Linked DNA regions of Rattus norvegicus: region 2 is linked to region 1. The links are chromatin contacts, called in public Hi-C maps. All regions are on one chromosome and are shown on one strand. Each heading gives the region's core, a stretch centred on a gene start, on an enhancer-like site or on the middle of the called end of the contact. The rest is flanking DNA. Distances are from core to core; before and after follow the strand shown.

Evidence for each region. A called contact is a pair of places that touch in the nucleus more often than the background predicts.
Region 2: a Hi-C map of frontal cortex shows a contact between it and region 1, with 2.3 times the contacts expected there. The contact joins the promoter of Rgs7bp here to the enhancer-like site in region 1. A contact is called at or near these places in 2 of 12 Hi-C or Micro-C datasets (frontal cortex and kidney).

The regions. Positions count from the first base shown.
Region 1 is chr2:37,902,489-37,906,755 of GRCr8, reverse strand. The region is part of intron 2 of Rgs7bp (regulator of G-protein signaling 7 binding protein); the gene reads left to right. Among named protein-coding and RNA genes, the nearest start is that of Rgs7bp, 61 kb to the left of the region's middle. Within about 2 kb of position 1,820, at least 6 of the 93 cell types and tissues checked have an H3K27ac peak or open chromatin away from gene starts, as enhancers often do.
Region 2 is chr2:37,963,265-37,967,531 of GRCr8, reverse strand. It overlaps Rgs7bp (regulator of G-protein signaling 7 binding protein), which reads left to right and starts at 2,279. Exons shown (of 6, transcript NM_001012347.1): 1 at 2,279-2,816; 2 at 3,719-3,885. The coding sequence starts at 2,652.

The DNA.
Region 1 (4,267 bases), core at 571-3,070:
CAAGAAACTTCCAAGCCAAAAAGGGTATAGGGGAGGGAAAGCAGCCAACACAGAATAAGAAACACATTTTATTTTGAGGACTAAAGAATGTCTTGTGAGCATCAGAGTAAGCCTGTGAGCCTGAGTCTCAGGACAGACACTCCTATAACAAGAACCAGAAGCCAGGGTGTGTAGCCAGTGAACTCCCCCAACCTCTCAGGTCTGGAGAAATCCCCCGGAGGCCCAGAAGAAGCACTATAATAGTGTATGGGTCGCGACCCTTGGAGTCACATATCAGATACCCTATGTATTGTATATTTACACTACACTTCATAGCAATAGCAAAATCAAGCTTATGACATAGCAATAAAATGATTTCATGGTTGTGCCAGCCACCACAACATGAGAAACTGTATTAAAAGGTCGTAGCATTGGGAAGGTTGAGAACTACTGCTTGACAGTGTCTACACCTATCCCCAACTTTCTCATTCCTACCATGAAAGTAGCACTTATGGAAAGTAAGAGATAAGGTACAATTCAATAGTAATATTTTAACTTTATCTCAGCATAGGTATTATAATGTCAGAACAGTGATGGCTACTTGTTTTAAATAGAGCTTTCACTTTTAAAATGGAAAAATAAAAATAACAAGACTCGTGGTAATGCTACTCATTAGTTCCTCATGAGTTCTCCAAAGTATCATGAAGAAACAGCCAAGATTCTGGCAAAAGCAGAGGCAACAAGAAGGCGAGACTGGGCTGAAGCTACACAGCGAACAGCCCCTCAGAGCCCCGGTGTTTTACATAAAGGATACCAAGTTGCTCCCATAACGCGATTGCACACCGAGTTCCCTCTTGCCTTTAAAAGTCAAGTCTCATTTATGACTGACTTTAAGCGCTTCGGGGCAGAGCTTGATCCAGGCTCAGCTCACTGCGGAGGAAGTCACAGAGCCAGCCATATGGTCCCATGTAATAACATGCTGTGAAGTGAGAGAGGAGATGATGCTTCAGTTGCTTTTGCAAAGGTTCCTGGGGGCACCAAACCTGCAAAGACTCTGTGAGCAAAGTACAGGTTTCCACCTAATGCACAGGTCCATAAGAATTCTCAAGAGGGGGTTTGGGGATTTGGCTCAGTGGTAGAGCGCTTGCCTAGCAAGCGCAAGGCCCTGGGTTCAGTCCCCAGCTCCGGAAAAAAAGAAAAGAAGAAGAAAAAAAAAAGAATTCTCAGGAGGAAGCTTGTGAGCTTGTGGGAAATTTCCTTGTCTCTGGCCTCCTGGATAACTTGGATTTCTCTCTTTTATGGGGGCCTCTATTGTGTATAAAGTGACACAGTCACTGGATAGGTCTCTGGCTTCTCTTCTGTGTTTCTGACCTTCAAGAATTTGAAACCTAAAATAATTACTAGATCATACACTGTTCTCTTATGATTTCACTATCTAGCTTTTGATGATATAGACTTAGGGGAGCATCTTGAGAAATAGCCATCACTAAGCCATGGTTAGGGTTAAAGTTGCTTTAAAATGAATGCACAATCCATCCTTGAAAAATCGAAGCAGATATTTGGGAGTGATATCCTGAAGAGCGTTCTCCTTCATTGTCAAAGAGTTCCACCCCTCTTCTCTGGTCCCACTCGGTTTCCTGCGACATTTTCTGCCATTTGGCTTGATAATCAAAAGCAGAATTAATTCCAAAAGGCTATCTTCGCTCTGGTGGAAGTTCTGCTTCCCATCTGTGCAAGGTGACACCCGAGTGTTTATCTGTCCTCACTAAAATCTGTGACAGGCTGAATAGTCGTTGGTGGGTCACCTTCTCACCCCATGGTTCCTCAGTTGAACGGTACATTCCCTTAACCAAAGCCTATTATGGGAACTGCACGGAAACAAGGACTATTCTGTGACAGACACAGTTAAGTAAGCACAACTTTGATGTAAGATGGATTGCAGCTGGCTTCTGACAACCGTTCATTCTTGTTTGCCCACCCGGAGTCTCACTGGATCCTTGCAGTGACCTTGAGTGGTTTTCCTCCATTGCTCTTCTATTTCACAGAGAGGATACCAGTCTCTGAGAACTCAAAGTGGTTTTCCTAAGATAAAAAAAAAAAAAATTCTAGATGTCTGTTTTCTGACTCCAGCTCTTTTTCCTGTGGTTGTCCCTGTGCCTTCACTTCCGTGAGCAATTCCTTTTATGAGGGACACACTACCAAGGCAACAAACATGTCGCTCATTTTTTCAAAAGTTATTAATGATTGCAGAGACCACCAACGTCTAGTAACGTCAGCAAAAAGGAGCAGATAAGTTTAGGGCCAAGATGTGCATCCTCACACAAATGCCCAGCGTAACTCCTGACCTTGACCTCAGCAGCTGTCATGCTTCCCAGTTATTTGGTCCCATTTACACCATTGACTATTTGGGCAGAGTAAGTACCTACCCACAAACTAGAGCCCACAACTAACGTCTTATTCTGTATATATTGCTTCATCGTACACCTAACTGCCGGTTCATCCCTCTGTCCAGCCAACAACTCATACAGCTTTTCTGGAATTGCAAACATCGGCCAACTTTACTCCTAAGTAAGTCATGAATTCCTGGAGCCACCCAGGTCCGTGTGAAAGTACTGAGTGCATACAGTAAATACACTAATATTCAGTGTGCCATTCGGCGGATTTTGTCGAACATGAACACCATCTCACTCACCCTAGAGATGTGGAGTCTCAGCCTGCTCTGGCCTTCAGCCATCATTTTAGGATCACTTTAGGATACTTCATCACCTCTTTCTTTCCCTTCTCCATCTTCAGGTGAATGGAGATTTGCTTTGCTTTTTCCCGGTAAGGATTTTCTGTCAAGATCATATTTCTAAGATACACTCATGTTTTGAGCACAAGGAGTTAGCTACTTTTGATTGTTGAGTTTAATGATACCTTTTAGAAATATACTATATCCTTTAGCTCTTTTCCACTTGATAGACAATTAGGCTATTTCCAGTTTGGGGTTCTTCCAAGTAAATCCAGCAAGCATTCTTGTATGGATCTATCCATCATTGTTTTTGTCAGTCTTGGGCAAATACTTAGGAATGAAACTACCAGGTCATGGAATTAATGTATATTCAGTTTTATAAGAGGTTGTCAGTTTCCTCCAAAGGGCTTGGGCCATTTTTTTAACTCCTACTGACAGTACGCCAGAGTCTCTGTCTTGTTGCTGCTCACCGCCTTTGGGGTTATCAGAATGGTTTTCCTTTCAGTCCTTCCAGGAGGCCCTCATCCTATTGCTTTTATTTACAAGGCAAGGGCCTTCACAGTTGAGAGTTTCCATTTCAAAAGATGCCTTGAGTGGTACCTGCTTTCAAGTCCTCATGCAGTTGGACCACTCAAGCTTTCGTGGGTGAACTTAGGAGTTGGTTGAAAGCAGTTATAATTTGGGATTTCTTTTAAATGGTTCTGGGTTTAACTTGAGCTTCAAAATTGGAGTTCTTGATATCTTCTTGGAACTGATTCTTAGGGTTTTTTCTCTATAAACGTTGAGGCCTTCCAATTAATCAAAATCGTCAGTTTGTCTCTTGGCTTGAAGTCACTATGGAAAAAAATATTACAATATATTCATTAACTCATAAAGTTTCTTTGCATGAATTATATAAGCATCGCCAGAGGGGTGACTCTTGTGATGGAAACTTTGATTTCAGGAAGTGAGTCCTTTGGAGGGAGCAAGAGTAACATCGAAAAGTTACAAAGTAACTCATGGGGAGTCCTCGGGTCTCCTTTTATCTTAATGTCAGTGTTTCCTTAGTTCTTGTCATTTATCCTAAAGCATTTTCAAGTGTATGAATTGGGTTTTTGTTTGTTTGTTCATTTGGGTTTTTGCTTTCCTCTGTTGGCCTATGTTTATTATTATTTATTCTTTTTATTTCAAGTCCTTCTCCCATAATTCAACTTTTGTTTGCTATGCAAATAACCTAAGTGTATTTCATGCTTCCCAGGAAGTGAGATGTTGTTCTGGTGCTTGCCTGTCATCCCTGGACCAGGGAGGCAGAAGCAGAACCTAAAGAGTTCAAGGCCAGCTTTAGCTACCAAGAGTCTGAGGGTAGCCTGGGCTACCTAAGACCCTATTTAGTTGTTGATACTGTGTTTAATTTACTGTTTGCAATACTAGCCGCATTGTAACCACTGAACGATGTGTCTTTTTGTGCATTCCCAGGAAAAGCAATAGCCATGTGCTTAAAGGCTCTAAAATGGAAGGGAAAAATGGCTCATGCCCAGAGGCTAATGCACTCTGCTCTGGGCACCGCAGAACAGAAAC
Region 2 (4,267 bases), core at 1,030-3,529, 60 kb before region 1:
TAGGCTGGTTAGTCATTTCCTTTTGCAGTAGATATCAATTAAAGACAGAAACCTGCCACTGCTCACTAAGCAAAGAATAAGAGACTATGGAGTGTTTAATGCTAAATGGGACATCTGTATCACATACCCTTGTCTCCAAGGCTAAGAGATCATGGAAGAGGGCATGGAAAGGTTGTAAGAGCCAGAGACAGTGCATTAATTCAAAGAATCAGCATGTTCCAGAAATAACAGGACAGTTCTACATATGAGCTCACCGCAGTTGTGATAGCATGGGTAAGACCTTAGCAAGATCAACCTAGTCAAAAACTCTTCATGGACAAGGAAGGGGGTCTTGAAACCCTATCCCTAGCTAAAGAGATTTTAACACTAGGTTGCTTCTGCTAAGTTTCCTTCAAGGATGCAGCCCCCAAGAGTCTACCCATGATCCAGAGATGGCCCTATTCCCATACACGCAGGGTATCACTAAGTGGTCTCAGTGGGTTTAAAAAGAAAAGAAAAAGAACACAGAAAATGGTGGGAGGGAATAGTAATGCAGGATGGTCCAGGATCTAGAGAGGAAGCAATAGAGGAATGTTATATGCATGTATGGAATTCTGAAACAATATGCACATATGCTTTTGAGAAGAACAAGGTAGAAGATGCTGCTTTTGTGTCCTGTCTGCTCTGGGCATGGCGTCCTTCCTCTTGGCAACTGGCTATTGCTCCCAAAGTGGACGTTGCAGGTGACACCTGGGTGAGGGGTTTCTCACACGTTTTTTGGCATGACTCAGTGAAGAAATGGCCATGGATGGTGAACTCCCTTCAGCCCTCACCCTTTTCTGGAAGCTGGGAGCAGAGTGGAAAATCCTGAGCTACTTAAGGATTGGGTTTTGTTGCAACAAGACATTCCCACCACCCCGTTCACTCAGACAGTACAATGGTTTTAGAAGGACTGTGTCAAGACCAGAGACGACAGTCTACTGTGCCTGTTTATTATCCAACACCATCTCAATGTGTTTATCTGCCCATTAAAAGACAAATTAACTAAAGCCGTGGGGTGGGGGGTGGGGCTCATGGGAAGAGTTTGGGGGGGTAAAATGAAGGGTACAAATGATGCAATTATATTTAGATTTCAAAAAAGAAAACAATCTAGAGGAACCTCTAATTCCCATTTAAAATGTTGGCCTGGCTATTGCTGGTTCTCCTTTCTGTGAATTCACCACATTCACCTATCATTGAATGACCAAGAACCACTGATTTGTTTTGCCAGGGTTGCTCAGCACAGAACTACTTCGGCAGGGGAACTAGTTTACCTTAGCACTCCTCTTCGGAAACAAGTATTCAGGGCATCGGAGTTGGATGAATGGCCTTACCACTCCCTCTTCCTTCCTGGAGGATGCTACAAAGTCACTGATCAGGGGAAAACTGACTGGCTGGGGACCCAAGCCCACCCCTTTCTGAAGACACCTTCACCTCTTTCCATTGGCTTCTGCCTCTGACCTCCTGTAGGGAGAAAGGGTCTCCTTGAGTGTTGGGGGAGATCTGTTGGCTCTTACTTCCTTTAGTCTCTGTTGGTAAACCCTTGCAGGGTTGACAGAACCACCTGAAGTGGGGCGAGGATAAGTACCAACTTGAGTGCCTTCACCTCCTCGCCCCTCCCAGGAACAAAGATCAAACAAAAGCAACTCAGGGCAACAGAGCTGTCCTTGGACTCTCTCAAGAGAGCTTCCTTTCCAAACAAAATACCCCACTCCCTCCTTTAGCCCCTGAAAGTCTCCTCTCAGATGACGACGGCCTTAAGCCCCAATCGGTTTATTTGAAATCCATGTTTAGGTCCCAGCATGTGGCAATGTTCTCCACTCTGATGACACTTTTCGTTTCTAATAATAGAGCAGATGAAGTAATATTGCAATTGATGTTCCCGGGAATTTGATTGGATAAGTGCATAAACTGTGGAGGGGAAGGAGATTGTATGGATCACATTAGTATTCCTGTCCTATCAATGTGCGGGGCCACGACCAACGTCAGCCGGACCGACTCCGTGCGTCTGCCAGTCCCGCCACGGATTCATCTGGGATCCTCACACACCCAAGCCCAGGGAGACGAGGGATCAAGGCGGCCGTATTAGCGCCAATTGCTTGCTGCGGAACAGCTCGCCCCTTCCAGGTCTGGCGGGTGTGGAGGGAGGGGAGAGGCGAGCCGCGCACGCCGCTGCGGGAAGACACCGAAGCAAGAGCGACACCCCCTCCCGCCCCCCACCCTGCAGCGCAGGCTTTGAACGCCGCTTCCCCCATCTGAATGGAAACTCGGAGCCGCCCGGCGGCGCGTTCCTCCTCGCTCAGCCTGTCAATCCATGCCGAGAGGAAGGCGGTGCAAGCCCGCGCCAGCAGCGTCCAGCTCCCGGGACAGGGCCGGCAATGCTGCTGAGCAGAACTTGATCGCGCCTCTCCGTCGCTGCTAGCGGAAGCGATGCTGTACCGCACAGGCAGCGCTTCCCCGGCTCTCCTTCAAGCTGAAGGTTACCCACCCGCGCAGCCAGCCGCAACCTTGTGAGCCGCGCGCGCCTCAGGTCCCGGCTCTGGCTGCTCCGCGGCGGCGTGCAGGGGCAACCACCGGGCCGCCCGCGCCGGGGCGCACTGCACCAGCGGCTTCGGCTTCGTGGATGTGTATGCATGAGTTCTGCACCGAATGGGCGCAAAAAGCGCCCCAGCCGGTCCACCCGCTCCTCGATCTTCCAGATCAGCAAGCCTCCGCTGCAGAGCGGAGATTGGGAGCGCAGGGGCAGTGGCTCCGAAAGCGCCCACAAAACCCAACGAGCCCTGGACGACTGCAAGATGGTGGGTGAAAAACTGCACCTTATTTTTTTGGGGGGGGGGTGGTTGGGGAATCGTGTATCTTAATCCTTTGCTTGAGTGCCAGCCACTCCCCACCCTCAGCCTCCCCATGCCGATCACGTGCACGATGTACTATTTTTAAATCTGTACTCCCCCAGATGCGGGGTGACACCCAGGTCGAAATGGCCCCGATGAAACAAGAGTCATGGGGTCTGGATCCTGGGAGTCAGAGGCTGTAGGTGATGCCTCCACCCCTGGAAGAATGGTAGAGGCGGTGAAAGAGGGTGAAGTGGCTGGCTCACCAGGGAGAGAGGTGGGGGTGCGGGTTTGTGGTGACACAGTAACAAACAAACCCAAACAGAGCGCAGGAGCGCTGCAGAGACTATGAAATGTCCCAGAGCAGAGGACAGGACATGGCCAGTCTATCAGGGTCCCAGCCAAAAGCGTTCAGTGGTCCAGCAAGAGATGAAAGGTTTGCCTGTTGTGTCCTACTTGTGGTTTGATCTTGTTTGTTTGTTTTGTGTTTGCTTGTTTTTCTGCGCCACTCCAACTCCGTATACTAGAAGTAGAAGAGAGCATCTATCTCAGTCCCCAGCATCATTCTCTCTTGTAGCCTGGGAGTGGCTTGATAGATGTTCTTGCTCTTCAGAAAACAAGTCTAAATGTGGGGGCAACTGGGACGGCAAGTGGAGCTTCCATGGCTCGCTTGCAGAGGGGAAAAAAAACATTGCCTTGTATAAAGAGACTTTGCCATCCTTGTACCTTAAGCTTTAAACAGTCCTAAGGCTCCTTAGTTGGAGATTTGAGGTGCGAGCCCACAGGTCAGTGAAATCTCTGTTTATATATATACTAAAATAGTTAAGTTTCTGATAAGTGTTGGTGAATGAAACTGGCTTGTTTTCCAGCTTGTCCAAGAGTTCAACACGCAAGTGGCCCTGTACCGAGAGTTGGTCATTTCTATTGGGGACGTCTCAGTCAGCTGCCCCTCTCTGCGAGCGGAAATGCACAAGACAAGGACCAAAGGCTGTGAAATGGCCCGACAGGCGCACCAAAAGCTGGCTGCCATCTCAGGGTAGGAGACGCTTGACTGTATGTGGTAATTTGTGTACCTGGTGGAGGGATGATGGCAAAAATCTGTGGTGACCGAGGCCTCAGAACGATCTCTACAAACCTGAGATTTTATAACCAATCATTCTCAGATGCATGAGACCATATAAGCTGTATTATGTGAGCTGTGTTGTTGGGATGATAGATAAAAAGACAGATAGACAGATGTAAATGCATGCACATGTGTGGTTTTGCTCAACTGACTTTTTAAAAGTTAACTTTCAGGTAAATAACTGGAATTGGGAGCTTAAAATTTTGGTGAGGGGGTGCCTATGCATTGAAGGTACACTATTCTGTTTGAAGATGCTTTTGTAATCTGCTGCTGGACAAAAGGCCTGTGCTGGAGA